Regions from separate parts of the Mus musculus genome. Here region 2 is linked to region 1. Evidence: chromatin contacts called from public Hi-C data. All regions are on one chromosome and are shown on one strand. Each heading gives the region's core, a stretch centred on a gene start, on an enhancer-like site or on the middle of the called end of the contact. The rest is flanking DNA. Distances are from core to core; before and after follow the strand shown. Region 1 has its middle 43 kb from the start of Dck. Region 2 overlaps Slc4a4 (solute carrier family 4 (anion exchanger), member 4).

Region 1 (4,634 bases), core at 2,058-4,557:
AGCCACAGACTTGAACCCCAGGGTAATCAGAATCAGTTGCTAATAGTATAATTTTTAAGAGATAATTGAGCAAAGGGTTAACGATAAGAGAACTTAAAGTATCTACTTAGCTTATCATTGGAAATGGATCTATTCCTTGAGGTATAATCTTTTTTAAATATCTGGCATGCGGGGATGTTCATGTATGAGCAGGGGAACATGTGGTCATCAGACAACCTCGGGTGCTTCATTTTTTAACTTTGTCTGAGACTGGGTCTTCATTTGCTGGTGCACGTGCCAGGCTGACTGAGCTGGGAGCTTTGGAGACTCCCCTGTCTCCACCTCCCATCCTGCTGTAGGAACACTGAGGTTATAGATGCTGGTACTGTGTCTGACTTCACATGAGGTTCCAAGGACTCAAACTCAGGTTCCCATGTTCAAACAGCAATTGCTGTTTTCACTGAGCCATGCCCCCTGTCAAATACAGTCCTTATAGTAGTTATAAACGAATGAATTACACTTAATATATGGATATCAAAAAACATAAGTGTGAATGGAGAAATAAAGTTGGAATATGTCATATAGATAAAGATACCATGTGTGTATGGTTTTTTGTTGGTGGTGGTTTTTTGGAGTTTTTTGTGTATGTTTTAAATATATAAAATAATGGTGGACAATAATATCGATATACCCACTCATATAAAACATATTAAAGTACTGATTGGTAGGGGAAAGTTCTTGTTAAGGGTGAGTCATTATTTATAGGGTAATTAAAGAGTTATGGCTCTAATAATAAACAAAAGGACATTGACTATGTAGTAATGTATTAATTTTAAAATATTTAAAATGGCCCACAGAGATGGTGCAGTGGTTAAAAGCACTAGCAGCTATTGCAAAAGACCTGGGTTCAGGTCTCAGCACCCACATGGTGGCTAACAGCCATCTGTAACTCCAGTTCCAGGAGATTCAACCCCCTCTTCTGACCTCCATGGGCACCAAGCACATATGTGGTGCATACACATACCTCAGGCAAAACGTTCAACAACTAAAATGGAATAAATCAGTCATAAAAAAAAAAATAAAAACACTAAGGAAAGACACCATAAAGTTGCCCTTTGTTCAATATAAGTGGTTCATATATGGCATTAGTCACTAGCATTTCTTGAATGTTTAAAGTGTTTTCTTTCAACACAATTTTCTGATGTTTAATGGAGATAAATGATACATACATACACGCATACACACACACACACACACACACACACACACACACACATGGAAGAGGCTGACAGAAGCCTCACCACTGACCACTGCCATTGGTGGCTGTTGTCAGCAGTCTAGTTAGGGAGAATGAGATAGTAAAGCAATGATGAGACAAAGCCGCCGGGTGAAGAGATGTGATGTCCTCACAGGGAAGGGAGCCATTTGCAAATGAAGTGTTTGAAGCTTGAACTGTGGTACCTAGCTGCAAGTGACAAGTCCCTTGGCTAGGGTGGAGATGATTGATAAATAGACCCAAGTTAAGAGAGTAAGAGGACCCGTGTCCCTGAATCCCAGCTATCGAATATAATCTATTAGAATAGATTGAAATTCCTTGAGCAGATCATCCTGAGAAAATAATTAAATCTAACCCCAATTAGATCTCACATATATGTGGTTCTGTCCCAAATAAGCTACAGATAATGAACAACAGCAACATTTATCCAAGGGAGCAATGAACCCTGCATAGTGAATTCAGAAAAGGGGATCTAAGAGAGGCAGTAAAATTAGCGGCTGGGCATTCTGATAGTATGTTTGCGCTCAGGTGTATATGAACTACAGCTGCCTGGAAACTTAGAACATTTAGGACAGAGGCCTTCCCACTACTCTCAGAAACGCTGTTGTTTTCAAATGCAAAACTGGCCCAGATGTTAGCATGAATCCCAAATGAGAGAAGGTAGCAGAGTCTACTAGACTGTAGGAATTGCAAGCTCAGAATTCCAACAGGATGGGGCCAGCAGCTAATTTAAGCCGCAGCTAGGAGCAGCAAACTTTATGCAGAAGCAGCAGCTGCATTTTGCGCTTTAAGGCTAGCAAATCCTGTTCTCAGACCCTCTTTGTCAAGCTAGAACAAGGAAGCATGGTGGGTTGGGGTGGCTGGAACAGGAGCTGCAGCAGGACAGCTGAGAAAGTGTGGGGAAAGCCTGCACCTGTGCAGCCACAGCTATCCTCTGAATCTGCAGAAACCTCTGAAAGCTGCAGGGTTGGCAGCTGTGGCCACTGGGTTTGGGAAGGACAAGCGGTGAGCCTGAGCTGGCTCGCGGGCTCTGCACGGATGGACAAAAGCAATTTGTTAGAACTCCTACTCCTAACAGCAGCGCCAGCAAGAGATGCCAATGTGTTTGTGCTCTCAGGGCGGGAGAGGCGGAGATACTCAAATCATGGCAGTTTGGTGCTGTGAACTCGGGCATTTATGAAAAACTTCAAACTCCAAAGTTAAAGAACACATAATAGAATAAACACACGTTTGAATTAGATCATTTTCTCAACACATTTATATCCTTCTAAGATACAGAATCATAGAGGGGTTTTAATTAAGAAAAGAATGGAGGGGGGTAATTCAAGAAACTGCAAATGATTCGTGGTCACTTATAAATACTCTGTGATGACAAGGTCTTTAATTATAACCAATGATAAGCATGTCATACTGCAGTCTGGAGTTTCAAGAGGAACCTAGTGATGTAACTAGAATTTCATTCTGCAGATAAAAAGTATAAAAGAAGGGGGTTGGGGACAGACTGCTCAGAGGAGGAACTGCCAAGCTGATAAATCCAGGTGAGACCAGGATTTGCTGGGCACTGACCTCACCGTTTGACCTCACAGTTAGCTTTAAATCTCTAGCTGGTCCCACTGATCACATATATCCATCAGTGCAAGCAATCTCCAACTCATTTGAGTATGCGAAGGCGAAATAATCAAATGAGAATGACAGCAGGGGTGGGGGTGGGGGGACCACCTGTGATCCTTTTGAGGCACTGTTGGGACTTGTCTGGCAACATCTGTGTGACCCTGAGGAAACTGAAAATACCCTTCTCCATAGCCCCACCTCGGGAAGCACTCAATAACGGGGGCCTGGAAGACACAGATGCACCTTACCTAGCTTCCTGTCCATCTCAGGAACCATGCCGTCTTCCCTGAGAGAGCCCCCTCTGGCTGAAGAACTCCCATCCGCTGACCTCTAGAAGAGCAGCCAAGGGGTGTGTACAAGCTGACCTGCTGCCTCAGCACTGCCTCCTGACAGAGGCATAGGGACCACATGGGCTGTCTTCCTGAGTCAGGCACAGGTGTAAACACAAGTAAGCCTCACCGTGAAGGACCACATGGGGACCAGGAAAGACGCATGCAGGCTGCACTCCTGCTGTCAAGGTAACAGCTATCTTTGATTCCTGGCAACAGGATCCTGCGGGGCCTGCCCTCTGAGACACTGAGGGATTTGCCAGACTCTCCCGCTAGGGAGGTCACTGCCATCCAAAGGGTTGGTCAATGCATTTGTCCCCTCCAGAGAGGGGTGTTGCTGGCAGCCTACAGCAGATTGTCAGCATATTCTCCTGTGAATGACACAGCCCCAGCGTCCTCTCTTCCTACTTCCAGTAAATGCTTGCTACTCAGAAAGGAGTCTGCCTCCAGACAGTGACAACTGATAAGTTGCTGGCATTCTGGCCTTCTTGAAAAGTGATCCATAGAAAATCGAAGCAGTTCCTTCAAGGAATTCAAATCCTATTCTCTGAGGCTCTAGCCACCCTTGAAGGTCATCCCTACCTGCAAAATTTTGAATGAAGTAGCTTACCTGGTATTCAAAGCAATACTGGACACATTCTTCTGGTCAGACATAGATGCCCTTACTCAGTTGCATGTGTGTGCTGTGTATGTGTCTAAGGAAGATAAATGGTAAGACTGCAGGAGAGGCTGACCCCATTAAAAGAACTCAACTGTCCTTGCTTTCCCAGGAGGCATCTCACAAGTAATGACAGCCACAGATAGTTTGGCTACGGGACAGTAAACGTTTTCTGGCTCTCTAAGATGACTCAGACTCCCCGCCTTGCCATGGGAGCACCTGTGCATAATCCAAGAATAAACAACATCATGTTATAATTCCATGCCTTGGTGTGAAATCATTACAGAAGACAAAGCTAGACATATAAAATGTGGCTGCAGGTAAAGAAATAACTCAGCAGCTAAAAGCGCTGCTCATTCAGAGGACTTGGGTTGGATTCCCAGCTCCCACAACAGAGCTAAGAACAGTCCGTTACTCCAGCTCCAAGGGATCCAATACACTCTTCTAACCTCCACAGATACCAGACACATGTGGTGCAGAGACAAACATCCAGGCAAAACACCAAGATATAAAATAAAAATAAATCACTAAAGAAGAATATTCAGAGCCTTCATTACAAAGGTCTCATGGGCCTGGAGAGATGCCTTATGGGTTAAGAGCACTGACTGCTCTTCCAGAGGTCCTGAGTTCAATTCCCAGCAACCACATGGTGGCTCACAACCATCTGTGATAGGATCTGATGCCCTCTTCTGGTGTGTCTGAAGACAGCTACAGTGTAGTCATATACATAAAACAAATAAATCTTAAAAAAAAAAAAGTCTCATGATGTGAAATGGTGCTA
Region 2 (4,202 bases), core at 847-3,346, 250 kb before region 1:
CATCCCTGGGAAGAAATAGACCAGCATCAACATGAGAAAAAAACGAGTTTCAAAAACATGACACCCAGACAGAGGCTTCCATGCCGATCGTGACCTTTCCTACTGCACACTTGCCACCACCTGACAAGGCACTTGACTTACTTGACTTGAAATCAGGTCACCGAGTCACAGAGAATATTATGCTTGGCAATAGGAGCCAACCAGTCATTTCAGGTTTAGGGATCCTTACACTCTCAAGGATGTTCTTCACTCCACTAGGTAACCCAGTCATCCTTCCCTCCCTCTTCCCATCTTTGCCCACCACCATCTTTGCCCCTTCCCCACCCCATTGACTTACTGAGCCATCCCACGCTGGGAGTGCGCCGCACTCGGGGGTCATCGTCCAAGGTGCGATTTGCTAGGCAGGGCACTGAGTTCTCAAGCGGGCTTCGGGCTTTTAGCGCCAGAAGCAGCAGACAGGAAAAGGAGGACACATGAACAGCCACAGCAAGGATGAAGATGGAAGCATTAGTCAGGAAGAAAAAATATATATATATACACTAAAGCAAGTCACACAAGCGGGTTAAAGAAGAACAATGACATATCACAAGGACATTCACCTCCTCCCAGGACCCTGAGCCCTTAAATAGAACACATGTCAACAAAGAATGGGAAAGGTTTGGGGAGAATTACATTAAATCATTATAGTTCCCCCAAAAGGAGTGGATGATTCGATCAGCTGTTCTAATATACAAAACATGGGTTCTATGGGTTCTATCCAGAAGACAGATATAAATAATGAACATTTAGTCTGAAGATACAGTGTCAGACCTGTTAATTACTGTCTGCCACATGAGCACACACAAGGGAAGTAGCGCCCAGTTTTGTAAAGCACAGGGGGGTAGGATGTCATATTAGTAAGCGGCTCTCTGATGATCTCCCCAACTGTCAGGCTGCGGAGCTTATAGACAAATGCAGAAATCAACATTTCAGACATTTGTATCTGAAGTTTTTTTCCTTGATGAACACAGACTGGCTCTCAACTTTCTGTTGGTTTTTTATTGTCTCTCTCTTTCTCTCTCTCTCTCTCTCTCTCCCTCTCTCTCTCTCTCTCTCTCTTTCTTTCTTTCTTTCTTTCTACCCCTGCAGTAACATGACACTGAGACATGGATAAATTAGTGCTTTAATACAAACCCACTTGAGATGCAATTTTGGTCTTCCTTTTCCAAAGTCTTCCAGCACCTATCTTACTAGAAGTTTAACCCTTGGTGGATCCGTTCCAAATCTGGAACATCAGAGATAATGATATGGGCTGAATGTTCACTCAAGTTTCTCTAGGTAGATTTTATCACGTGGCTAGCCCAACTGGCTTCTTCCTGGGAGAATGTCATTTGCTCTAAGAACCTCTTAACACTTGTTTGGCTAGTCTCTCAAAGAACCATGCTCTAAGGCTGCTAAAAATTGGGCAGTATCCTGATCCTCTAAAGAATGTTAGTGATTTTGGAAATGCAGAACCATGAGGCAATATGTAATTTAGACTTGAGGGATTTTTTTCTTTAATAATAAAAGTAGTCATATTATCAGGGTAATACATTTACCATATTCCACCAAACACAAACATTAATCTATTCACATTGTGTGTGAAAGACAGGACAGGCAAATGGTCTTTTTACAAGGCTACTGGTGACTAGAGAGGTCAAGCTTTAACTTGAACCATTTACAAATGAATATAAATGTATGGCCAAATTTGGGCATTCAGCACACTATAAGATCCAGAAACATTTTTGTCAATGTATCTGTCTGTGTTTAAAAGCTGTAAATAAAGCCAGGACTTGCGAGCAGGCCATCTGTGCTGGCACCTGTTTGAGGCAAATCTGATGTCTTCTCTCTTGCAATCTGAATTTTAATTGTTTCGCATAATTGAACTTCTTTGCAAGTTTTTACTTCACTGAGAAAAATGGAGAAGCAAAATGCACCAATTGAGATTACTCCAGAATGGTTGTTTGTCAAGAGGGGAACATGTAGAGATGCTTAGCAACACATTGACCACTCCTCACCTCCTATGTCTTGCAACAGACAATGTACAGACCTGCGTAAAGAAATGATCTTCCTATAGATAGACCTACCTATACAAAATGACAGTCTAAGGAACTGGTGCCTACTTGACTGGGCACAAACAAGCCTCATTAGGATGCTAGGTCAGTAAGAATGGATAGAGGTGAAAATACGAAAGAAAGTCAACAGAGCCTTCCTGTCTGTTAAGTGCTAAGAAGGATGGAGTTGTTCATTCTGATCTCACAACCTCTTCCTGAGAGAAAGACTAGCAACTCTTTCAAACCTTGGATGCTAGTAAGGAATTTCCCCCTCTCCCTGCCTCGATTTGTCAGGATGATACTCTTGGAAATGAAGCCTAGAGATTTCCTCTTGCATGCATAGCCTCCATGAATGCTGAGCCTCTCCATCAGGAGGCCAATGGAATGGAGCCTAGCAGATAATAGCCAAGAACCTGGCTCCAAAAGCAGGCATGAGAATGTAACTGCCCATAGAGACTTGGCACCTGCGATTCAGAAAGCCTTCCTGTGGCCATCTGGCTGCTTCCCCTACCCAAAACTGGGAGGCTCACGGCAGCCATTACTTACATTGGCAAACTCCAGCATTTTGATTTGTTGGACCCTTTGTGTTCTATGCAGAGAGATATAAATGGTGCAATCCTTTTAGGAGGCTGGGTTTTGTTTTGTTTCTCCCACTTCGCAAATTTACTCTAAAGAACACATTTTCAAGAGTTGTTCCGAAATCTAGAGGATAACTTTCTATAATAATTAGATCGTTTCCTAAATAATGCTTTTACTGTATCTCTTCTCTCTTCAGTCACAAAAAACAGCTTGGCCTTGCTGATATCTTACACATTTTCTTTTAAACCATTTTTTTTAACCTGACTTCAGGCATAAACAAAGTAGAAATTGGCTTAAACCAGTACGACTTGATGAGGCAAGTCAGGGTTCTAAGGACTTTTGAGTGACGGTTTCCAAAGCCTACATCATAGAAAGGGGTGCTGTGAGGTGAGGGGAGGGGGAAGTAATGATTCCTATTTCCCTTTGGGAATCAACTTACCAAAATCCTAAACCTAGCATCTATCCTAGAACCAAGCAAGTCGACCACAGAAATTTCTCTACCAAATGCTTCTTTGGTAATATTGTTCAGGAGAAAATAGACGTTACTCATGTTAAACTTTTAGGGCTCTTTGTAGAAATGCATAATTGAAGGCTTAAATGGTGATTGAGCTGTGACTCTTTGCACAATGCTATTCAGCTAAGGCATCAAACCGGAGCACAGTCGCATCCCATCTATAAGCACCCAGGAGAGGCACTGCCTAGAAATATCCACTTGAAAAAATCTGATAAAGCATTCAACTGACTCCCTTCTTTGGTGTAGTCCTGCTTAGATAATTGCCACCAAAGCCCTTCAACATCATATTATCATATGGAGTAAGAGACCTGAATTCGCTGAGGACTGGGAAATAAATTACCGCAGAGGAAGCTCATTTCTCTGTAATTGAATTAGCATATTGTTATAAAGCAAACATTCAACATTTGGTCCTTCCACTAATTAAGCTTGTCTGTTAATTTTACATCTGAGTTTCAAGATTTCACCTGCAAATGGAGATGTTGCATATATTAGAGCTATTATAAATCATATTGTCTGATGTAAAACAGGTGTTGAAATGTTGGGACCTAACACTGTTGCCGTTACTGCTAATAACTAATACTCTTTCATTGGGTGCTATTTGCGTAGTCCAGCATCATGAAGGTTATTGGAAAATACTAAAGACAGCAGCTTGGACCAATCCAAATTAACTTGAAGCTCTGAAATTAATTTTTCAAAGATATATCTGCACTTCTATATTAATGCAACACAGATCACAAAACCCAAAATGAGAAATCACCACTAATGTCAATTTAAAATGTGGTGTAGATAAAGAGAATCGTACTGTGCGGTCCTAGAGATGAGGGTAATTATGTTATATGTGGTAATATGGATGACTGAAGAGGCCATTATGTACAACAAGCTGCACAAAGAAAAGACAAATGTGACAGTTAGAGGTGCATTCTACATCATCTGCATGCACAGGAGGGCCAGTGGTTTCCTGAGACTGCAGAGTTAAGAAAGGCAATGAAAGATGTTGGCCGAATGGTACAATGTTTCAGTTCAATATGAGGAATACA

What was found. Hi-C and Micro-C count contacts between places; a contact is called where the count stands out from the background.
Region 2: a contact with region 1 is called in a Hi-C map of cerebellum, with 1.7 times the contacts expected there. The contact joins two enhancer-like sites. A contact is called at or near these places in 5 of 484 Hi-C or Micro-C datasets (cerebellar granule neurons, cerebellum, liver and 1 more) and 1 of 9 other capture datasets (embryonic stem cells).

The regions. Positions count from the first base shown.
Region 1 is chr5:88,805,209-88,809,842 of GRCm38.p6, reverse strand. It overlaps a transcript of Slc4a4 not described here. Among named protein-coding and RNA genes, the nearest start is that of Dck, 43 kb to the right of the region's middle. Within about 2 kb of position 3,307, at least 19 of the 459 cell types and tissues checked have an H3K27ac peak or open chromatin away from gene starts, as enhancers often do. A contact at or near this core is called in cerebellar granule neurons and cerebellum, where this site is marked.
Region 2 is chr5:89,054,180-89,058,381 of GRCm38.p6, reverse strand. Slc4a4 (solute carrier family 4 (anion exchanger), member 4) reads right to left here. Exons shown (of 27, transcript NM_001359211.1): 7 at 338-433. Among named protein-coding and RNA genes, the nearest start is that of Slc4a4, 170 kb to the right of the region's middle. Within about 2 kb of position 2,096, at least 7 of the 459 cell types and tissues checked have an H3K27ac peak or open chromatin away from gene starts, as enhancers often do. A contact at or near this core is called in cerebellar granule neurons and cerebellum, where this site is marked.